Regions from separate parts of the Rattus norvegicus genome. Here region 1 is linked to region 2. Evidence: chromatin contacts called from public Hi-C data. All regions are on one chromosome and are shown on one strand. Each heading gives the region's core, a stretch centred on a gene start, on an enhancer-like site or on the middle of the called end of the contact. The rest is flanking DNA. Distances are from core to core; before and after follow the strand shown.

Region 1 (5,036 bases), core at 94-2,593, 230 kb after region 2:
CCACAGGCTTCTCTCTGGGTGGCTGATGGTATTCTTATTGGAGCACATCTATAGCTATCTGGTGGAGATGTTAGGACCAACATAAAATTAATGGTGTCCAGCCTTAGGAGAGTGTCCTCCGCTTCCACCTCCCCCGCAGATAGCCCAAACTGTTCATCCATCTCCTTCCCACTACAGTTACTGGGGCTTCAAGGTCAAGTCACTCTGGCTGTGCCGGGCGGGTATATGAGGAGGGCAGGGCAGACAAGCTTTTGGGGGTTGAGGGAGGGTTATGGTGAATCACAGGCGCTCCTCTTTTAAGGGTAAATGTCTAATACTTCCCGAGGTCACTTTTCGGAGACTAATTCAAAGAGAAACAAGCGAGAAAATAAAATTACACGTGCGAACATGCGAACGATCAAAGAGAAAACAAGACCACACTCGAAGCCCTCGCAGTGGGAGAAATCCATGGCCTCCTGTTGCCGGTCGCCTGGCGCAGAAAGTGGACAACCAGGCAAGGCAGCCCAAGAGAAGCAAAAGCTAAAGAGCAAACCTTCCGGGGCCCTTCCTGTCCTCAGGCAGATTCGCTGACCTCTCCAACAAGCATCCCTCCCAGAGAAAAAAAGGAAGGTTAAACGCCTGGGCCAACGCGCGGCCAGGACAGCGAGGCAGGATGCCCCTGGGGAGGAAGGAGGAGTGGAGATTCTCCTTTCAGTCCCCACGCCTGGGTGAGGAGGGAGAAGGCTGGTCCAGCCCCGCGGCATCCAGCTTCCCAAATTAAGCACCTCCCGCACGGACCAGCGGAGAGTGGGTTCCGCACCTTGCCTTCCCCGAACTCCCTCCTCCCCCGTTCCCGGTTGTTCCCCGTCCCGCTGGGGAACCGCCACACTCAGGAGGAGAGAAAGGCAGGACTGGGAGTCCCGCAGCCCTCCGCCTCAGAGCGCCTCGGTGTGCCCCGGCGGCCCCGGCCCCGCGAGGGGCGGAGTGGGCGAGACCATCTCAAGCGCTGGCGAGGGGAGAGACGAGGCGGGGCCGAGGGGCGGGGCCGCCTTTCCTGGTCCAGATTGCTTAGCCTCGGGAGAAGCCCGGTTTTCCAAGTGGATGAAGTTTTTTTTCTTTCTTTTTTTTTTTTTTTGAAGTGGGAGGAGCGTGTGGGGAGAGAGGGTGGGAGGAGACTCGGCGGGGTGTCTAGGCGTCCGGGCAGCCGGGCGGCGGGGAGGGCGGGCTCGTCCGGGTAGTGAGGGTCGGCGGCTCCCCCTCCCGCAGGGCGGGGTGGTGCGTTCCGAGTTCCCAGGAGTTCGCGGCGGGCGGGGACCGCGGGGAGGGGAGTGGCGGCGGCGGCGGCGGCGGGCGGCTCCCGCTTCAGCCTCGGCAGTGGCGTCGGCGACGGCGGAGTCGAGGCAGCCGCGAGCGCTCGGCCGAGTGGCGGCGGGCGGCGACGGCGCAGGAGCCGGGGGTTGAGGACACGCGCGCTGGCCCTTCCGCGCCGCGGCCGCCGCCGCCGCCGCCACCCAGAGCCTGAGGCGCCGGGGCGCGGGCGAGCGGGTGGGCCGGGGCAAGGCGGGCATGGCGCGGACCCCGGGCCCGGCCCTGTTGTGTCCTGGAGGCGGCAAAGCACAACTTTCCTCGGCGTCTCCTCCCGCGGCCGGACTCCTGCTGCCGGCCCCGACGCCGCCGCCGCTGCTGCTGCTGCTCATTCCCCTGCTTCTCTTCTCCCGGCTCTGTGGTAGGTGAAGCGGGCGAGCGAGGGGCAGAGCGGGGCGGGCGCGGGCGGCGAGGCGAGGCGAGGCTAGGCAAGGCGGTTGTGCCGGGCGGTTGGCTGCGCGAGCGGCCACCGCGGACTTTGCCTGGAAACTTTTCGCCGCGCCCCGGGCGAGGCCCGGGAAGGGCAGGGAAAGCGAACAGGGCGCCGACCGCTGGCTTCCCGTCCCCGAGGCCGCGCGGGTCGTCGCGCTGGGCCCCCAGGGCTGGCGGTGGAGCTCGGTGCGCGGAGCCCCGCGTGCCCCGGGAACCGTTACTTCCGAGCTGATGCGCCGAAGCGGAGAGCGCGGACTTCTGGGCTGAGGTTAGGATGCCGGGATGTATGTTGCCGCCTCCTCCTTTCTCCCCGATGAAACTTGAGCTCCAAGTCCGGAAACCGTGTGGACACTAGCCCGGCGCGCTGAAGCCTTCGGGTCCACGCCTCTTGGCCTCCGGGAGAAGGCACCATCTTAAAAACCCACCCTGCGGTAGCATCCCTTCCAGCAGGATTTGTGCCCTGGCAACCTTTGGATCTTTGGGTTGATCCCAGCTGGAACCTGCACGCCTCCTTTCAGTTGTTGGACGTCCTTCACGCAGCCCCTGGTTATTTTAGAAGAAAACCTTGTTTCCAGGGACTCAACATTTACCTTTTGAATACATATTGCATCTACTGTCCCCTGGCTGTTGAAACAAGTAGCCTCAGGTTTCTCCCGTGTGCCTTTTGTATTCCAGGTTTAGGAGCTAATCTCTTTGTAAGTTCTCTTCCCGGAATCTGAGACTAGTTTAGAGACCCACTTCTTAAGGAAGATGAAAAAATTGATAAATTTGCTTTTCATGCCAGAGAAGTGGACGTGATAATCAGTGGACGGCACTGATTTGGTGAAGTAAAGCTACCATTCTTAGGAGATTGAATGTCCGGGTGATATCAGAATGCCGAGAGGTGTTGTTCATTTAAGGTTTGCCGACGGGAAATGGAGGAATAAAACTTAGGTTGTTCAGACACTGGTTCTCAGTGCATATGAAATCTTAAAGCTGTTGTTCTACCAGTATTTGTTCTAAGGGAGAGATGTGTACGGGGATTTCCTTAGTGCTATCATGCAGAGGAAAGAAAATCTGCTACTGGTAGGTGAGTCAGGGTAGTTGGTTCAGAGGGAGAGGAAATTATGTTGAGATTGAGTGCCACTTACAGACTGAGAATTTTAGTACATTTCCAGTGCTGTAAGGCAAGATTTTGATTTACACGGAGTGCTTTGTGATAAAGGACACGCTATCTAGTCCAGTTTGCGTATCCCCACTCCCCAGATGTTTGGTCCTGAGAACAGTTTTTTAGCCCTTTAAGTTGTTAACTCACTTTAAAGGTAATATTAAATTCTAGATTGAATTTGTATGTTGTTCATATGAGCCATTAAGGAGAATCGTGGATGGTGCTTAATTAGGATTTCAGATTCATGATAAGTGGAAGTGGGGGGTGGTGTAGATAGGCATTTTACTGTGGTGACTTAGTTTGTGGTAAGTACTGAAGGAGTGTTTGTAGGTCTAGAGGGCGTTTTGTCTAGACTAAACCCAACGGGAGACTGAAATGATGCAAAAGTTGTTAGAGGAAATAGTTTGCATTGGGAATTTCATCGTGGCTGTGTCAGTGAGTTGTTTATTACTTCTGGGAACAAACATTAGTTTTTCCATAGAAGAAAATACATTTTAAGGGGATCCTGTATAGTGTTCTCATAGAGAAGGATGATCAGTTATTTTAGAGCCCAGTAAACTAAGCAGTGTGGGGAAGCACACTGATTTAGTCTGTATAGGAGTTTTTAAGAGTCAACTCTACTTGGCTGTTGTAGGTACAGATAGTAGCCATGTTACTGCGTCCCACTCATTTAAAGGGCTGCCTTTTTGGGCTTGTGTTATAACACCCTAATTTGCAAGTGCTTATGACACTTTTTTTTAATCAGCCTCTATTTTAGAATGCAGTGTTTGAATAGGACACAGTTGTCTTGACTTAGTAAGTATAGAAACGATTTTCATGTGAGCTTTTTTTAAATTCCCCTTGCTAACGACCTGTTGATATATGAATGATAGTAATATTAACATCCCACAGTACTAACACGCTTTGACTCATGCCTACTGTTTGAATGACTCAGTTTGAATGATTGAATAGAGTTTTAGAGTAGGTTCGTAAACTTTAAAAAAGATGACCCTGCCTGATTGTTAATCAGAATGCTCTTCTTTATCATTTACGGTTTTAAAATTTTTAGACAAGTTGGTTTAAATTTAGCATTGCATTAGTTGGTATGTTTAACATCATCATGTTAATGTGACTGCTAAAAATACCCCTCATCTCTGGTAGACCTTATATTTTAAAAAAAATATATGTAAATGCCAGAGTTGGTAGTGCTTGGGGACTGTCCGATATCTCATTTGAACAGCTAAACTTTTCTCCTGGGGTCTTGGGGACAGGGTCTCACTGTCTAGTTGACATTGGCCTCAAATTCCTGATCCACCTATTACCCTCCTAAATTCTGGGATTATGTAAGTATGCCACCATATGTAGGCTTTGAGAGCTGAAGTTTTAAAGAGCTTCAGCGATGGAGAAATTGCCAGTTTTTTTACAGTCTAAGACATTCTAGTTACAAGGTCTAAGGGACCAAGTTTGTGACATCTGACCCAAACCCAATTTCTTTAAGTCTGAAATTCCATATTCCTTTGTAATTATAATTATTAATTGATATTGTACGTGGCTTCCTCTTTCTTCCTACATTTTTTGGGGAGGTTGAGAACATTGTTTTATCAGCAGTGTGACATTGAAGTATTAGGAAGTGGGAGTTTTGACCGTTCTATGGCCATTGGTCTTTGGGGTTCTGCCACCATGGCTCTGCCTTTTGACCAAGGCTTTGTCTTATAACGGATGTTTAGAAGGTGGTGGCAAATAAGCTACCATATAATTGCAAACCTTTAAAAACACTTTGAATAGTTTTAGGGACTTTCTAAGCACTTGGGAATGCATGGTTGTCAGTGTGTTGCCCACAACATGCTTGCAGTGTTCCCATAGAAAGGAAGGAAGGGGATTGCAGGAAAGGTTAGTGTTTCTGTAAAGAAGTGTATGAGTTTCTAAATGAGTCTGCTCTAAAGGGGATAGAAGAACAGTAGGGAAACAGACCTACGTGAGGCCAAAACTCACTTTATTGTATGTATGTATGTATGTATGTATGTATGTATGTGTGTATGTATGTGTATATATTTCTCTAGAGATGGAATCTAGGGAATTACATATTATTAGCAAGTACATTTACAACTGGACTATAGCCTGACTCTTAAAAATC
Region 2 (4,847 bases), core at 471-2,970:
TGGTTTGAATTGCTGATGAAAGAATACATGTTTGCTGAGATGTTCAACACCAGAGACCAAGATGACAGGTTGACCTGTACCTGTAAATTCAAGGTTCCCATGAAACACCCAGGTGGAGGTGTCAAGTAGGCAGTTGGATAAATGAGTCTTAGGAAAAGGTCTAGAAATACTGCTGATCAACAGACTATGAAGCCATGTGGGATCTGATAAGATTAGAATAAGATTAGTCTAATCCCAGTTAGCTCTCGCCTCAATGTTATTACAATGAAGTAAAATGATGGGGCCCGACTAGCATGTCTCAAACTTCAGTATGCTTCAGAACCATTCCGGGACTCAGAACAGCATTCCTTGTCAGGCCCACCTCCCAAGGATTCTGAGGTTGCTAAAGAGACTTGGAGCCTGTGACTCTGCATTTTTAACAAGCTTCTCAAGTGACAGGATCGCTGCCCACAGGGGTTACATCTGAGAACTTCATGATCCGAGATCTCGCTTCCGTCTTTAATGATCTATGGTAACAGAACCATGCCATCTGTAAAAAGTCACAAAAAAAAAATCCTGTTCAAATGCCAAGTACAGATTTTTATTACTGTCAGATGAAAGGAGTTTAAGTAAAAGAGAGAGATGGCCATAGTAAAAGTTGAGAACGATTTTATGTCTTTATGATTTATTTATTTATTTATTCATTTATATGTCAGACAAATAGGACAATTGACAAAGATTTTCCAACTATCTTATTCATGCAATGTCTTTTTTCTCAAGATTAATCGTTTGCTCTCTCAAAGTAATGTGAGTCTGCTGTGCTGGTGGGGCTGCAGCTGCGTTAGAAGAACCTAATGAAATTCAGAGATTTTAGTTCTGAGAGCATCTTTTTTCTCCTGTCACAAAGGAAGCCTGGGATGTGACCGGGATGGAGGTGAGCAACACAGACCACACTATGATAGAGCAACGTGCTGTTCAGCACACACTCCTGTGGACTGGAAATCGACCCTATGAGAATTTCCTTCTGGCTTGTTCACTGTCATCTCAATCAGACATGATGCTACAGAAGTAAATAGCTCATTATTTAACAGAAACTAGAATACACAGAATTAGCTGTGTAAAAGCATGTATTTCCTTGGTACACTCTGCCAATGCTCGATCCCCAAAGTTGGGTTTCACATTTCTTTATCGAACGGCAAGGTAAATAAAGTCTTCAACTTCAGCTCACTTCTTTGGATGGTTTCGTAGATCAGCCAACCCGATGTGTCAAAAAGGAGATAGCTGAACAAACTTTTCAAACCAGATGAGAGGACTACAGTCGTTTAGCCAACTTTGAAAGCAGCCTCCTGGTATTATCAACTCAGATCCACAGTTTAATCCAAAGTCCAAATTTCCAAACAGGTTATGTTTGCATTCAAGGATAATATCAATAACCTGGTTGAGAGAAATGATGGATTCATTCTGTGGGGGGAAAAGATTAAGGCATTTCACAAACTTCCCAAAGTGAGTAGTTATATCTTGTTTTAGTTAGGATTGGCTCTTATATTTAAAGTGGCAACAATTAAAGTTCCAGGCTGCCATGAGATGAAAAAAATATTATTTTCCTTTTCTTCTTCCTCTTTACAAATACACATAAATTTTAACATTGCTTCTAACCCTAAATTTCAGAGTCCAGGGTCACCTAGTTGGTGAAATGGTTTGTTCAGTGATGATACATCCTTGCTGCCCTGGACACAGATTTAATTGACGTATGAACACACCTCCTAACCCCAGCTAATCAAAGGGCAACTGATCTTTACTGTCTAGTGTGGTTATAAAGCTACAAATAAGCACGTCTGGACAATGAAGATCTTGCATGGCAGCTATCCCAATATCATAAATCCTCTGCCGTTCATGAACACCAAGGGAAGGGCATAAAATCTTGGTGTGATTTAATGTGTTTTAATCCATTTGCTTCTCATGAGAGAGAAAAACAAATATTACTTTTTTATAGCTATTCAGTCTATTAATTTTGATTATGAAGTCTCCAGTCCCATAAAGGGGAATTTGGTGAAGGCTTCTAGTTATATAAGATTAAATGATAGACAAAGCTATTGAAACATATTAGATGAATGTTCTAAATCAGACTGTGGGTCTCAGTATAAGCACTCACATAAACACATATGGTAGATGCACATGGTAAAGAAATAGAAGGGATTTGTTTTTTAGATTTTTTGATAGACAGCTGAATTACTCAGATTATGGGACAAATATTAAAGGAAGATTAGAGATTTATTTAAAGTATAGATTTAGGGCCTGATGCAATAACTAAGTGAGGAAAGGCACCATGTCTGATGACTTGAGCTTGACTTTCAAAATCTACATGATTTGGAGACAGGAGAGCACTGACTTGTGCAAATTGTCTCTGACTTCCACATTCAGACTGTACATACATACATACATACATACATACATACATACACACACACACACCAGACAAATAAATAAATAAATGTAAAATTGATTTTAAAAGAAAATGTTAATGAAAGGTTCCCATTTCTTTCCCTACTCCCAATTTTTGTATACTACTATTCTTCAACAACTGTATTTTAAATTAAAAGAAACCTTTAGCTAAATTAATAATAAAACAACTTGAGTTTCAAGTTCCTCTAGCTTATATATTTTACACAAACTATGCTGTTTAATTACCTCAGAGAACTATGCAACACAGAGAAGAAGGCATTTCATTCTCATTTAGCAAGCAGACATATCAATTTACACAATTTACCCAATGGTCACAACAAATACATTCAGGGGTGTGTTTCTAGGCTAGATCATCCAATTATCCTATCACATTTTCTTAAAGAATATCTTCTCACATCACCATAAAGTAAAATTTATAAATGAGCATGTCAGCACCTACTTCGTGTCCATGCTGTGGAATACATTAGAGAACTAAGAACTAGCCTATGACCTCATAATGCAAGAATACATCCAGAAAACAAAAATTTTACAGGTTATATGAGGCTTTATGCAATTACCTAAGAAATTATGTGACCTGAATCACTATAGGAATTCTGAAGAAAGACCATGAGCCCTAAAGAGAAGCAGCCCAGAATCCCTAAATGGGGGTCTTTGAGCTGCCCTCCCCATCATGCCTTTCCTTCTGTAAGAGACTAGGCTTTCAGTATAAAGGCACAACACCAACAAACACTTAGGGACAGATGCAGTGACAGAAGTGGGGGGGGGGGTTGAAAGTCATAAGACAGGGAGCCCATCTACCCACTCAATGCAGAATGTGCACTTGAGAAATTCACTACTCTATAGATACCTGTGAATTCATGTACCCTGGGGTCAGCATATCACAGTGGCAGCCATACTTCTAAATCATTAGAACAACCACTGATAAAATCAAATTTTCCCTTTAAGTTCAATTCCTTCCACCTCCATTTTCGTTCTTTTTTTTTTAAGACTTATTTTATTCATATGAGTACACTGTAGCTGTCTTCAGACACACCAGAAAAGAGAATCAGTTACCATTACAGATGGTTGTGAGCCACCATGTGGGTGCTGGGAATTGAACTCAGGACCTCAGGAAAAGCAGTCAGTGCTCTTAACCGCTGAGCCGCCTCTCCAGCCCCCACCTCCATTTTCTTATCTCTAAGGTTACTGATAAAATTATTGCGGAAAAGTTAAAACAGAAAATGCACTTTCTAATATGCATTTGTGTTGACTAGATTCACTCCAAAGCATGTCTTTGAAATCCAGACATCTATAACCTGAATAGAAAGGCATGCTACTGTAGAACTAGAGTTTTAAAAAGGTTACTCATTGTCAGAGTCCGGATGTGCAGGGCCGGACGTGCCTGAGGGAGAGCAAGAGATAGGACTTGCCAAACCAGCTATCAGCCCCAAGGACATTGACCATCTGTAGCCACCCCCTCCCCTTCCTTCACTCCCCAGAAGTGAGTCATCCCCCTGAGTGAGATGAGCCAACCTACCTGCGCTGCTGAGCTGCTAGATAGCACATACTCCTTACTGATGTAATTTCGCACCGAAAGTAACTGTGCACCATTTGAATTGACCAATCATGTGTAACCGCTCGAATGCCCCTAACCTCCCCTATATAAACCCCCGAGTTTGGAGGCTCGGGGTCGATTCCTGTCTCCTGTGTGAGATATGTATCGATCTCATTAATAAAAGCTACCTCTTGCTGTTACATCAAGACCAGCTACTCGTGATTCCTGGGGGCACCCCACCCCGCGATCGTAGCGAGAGACGCGGCTCCCCATTTTGGGGTACGCTCTTTCACTACCTTAGTTCTTCGTTTCCCTGTAACTTTTGATAAAAAACAAAAACAAAAAAAAAACAAACAAACAACAACAACCAAAAAAAACGTCACAAACAATACCTCTTACTATTATTTCAAGGAATGGTAACTTCAGAGAAGTGTGAGGAGGAGCCTTAAAAGGAGCAAACTGCATGGTATGTTTTGAGGTGAGAAAGACACCTGATCATCTAAGCATTTTAAATAAATTGAGAAACGTTTCCCGTGTACCTGTAGGAAGTTAATGCTGACACAGTCAATTTACAATTTCTAACACGAAGCTTTGTTCCAGGCTTGAAGGAATTGGGGTCAGAGAGTACAGCCTCTCTTTCTTTATCAAGCAACAGACCATGCAGTGACAGCCCCTGAGACTAGACACCACCTTCAGAATCCTCAGGCTACAGGAAGGTCAGCATGAAGCACAACGCTGTTTTCCTCCTACAGAGACGCTTAGAAGGTTCCTCCTGTAGTAATAAATGCTTTAAAATTACCTTGAGCCACATGGCAAACAAAAAAAAAAAAAAAAAAAAAACCAACAAACAAAACAAAACCAAAAAACCTTG

What was found. Hi-C and Micro-C count contacts between places; a contact is called where the count stands out from the background.
Region 1: a contact with region 2 is called in a Hi-C map of liver, with 2.6 times the contacts expected there. The contact joins the promoter of Nectin3 here to the enhancer-like site in region 2. A contact is called at or near these places in 4 of 12 Hi-C or Micro-C datasets (hepatocytes, kidney and liver).

The regions. Positions count from the first base shown.
Region 1 is chr11:67,825,601-67,830,636 of GRCr8, forward strand. Nectin3 (nectin cell adhesion molecule 3) reads left to right here and starts at 1,344. Exons shown (of 6, transcript NM_001399228.1): 1 at 1,344-1,705. The coding sequence starts at 1,546.
Region 2 is chr11:67,593,656-67,598,502 of GRCr8, forward strand. No RefSeq gene overlaps it. Among named protein-coding and RNA genes, the nearest start is that of Nectin3, 230 kb to the right of the region's middle. Within about 2 kb of position 1,721, at least 2 of the 93 cell types and tissues checked have an H3K27ac peak or open chromatin away from gene starts, as enhancers often do. A contact at or near this core is called in hepatocytes and liver, where this site is marked.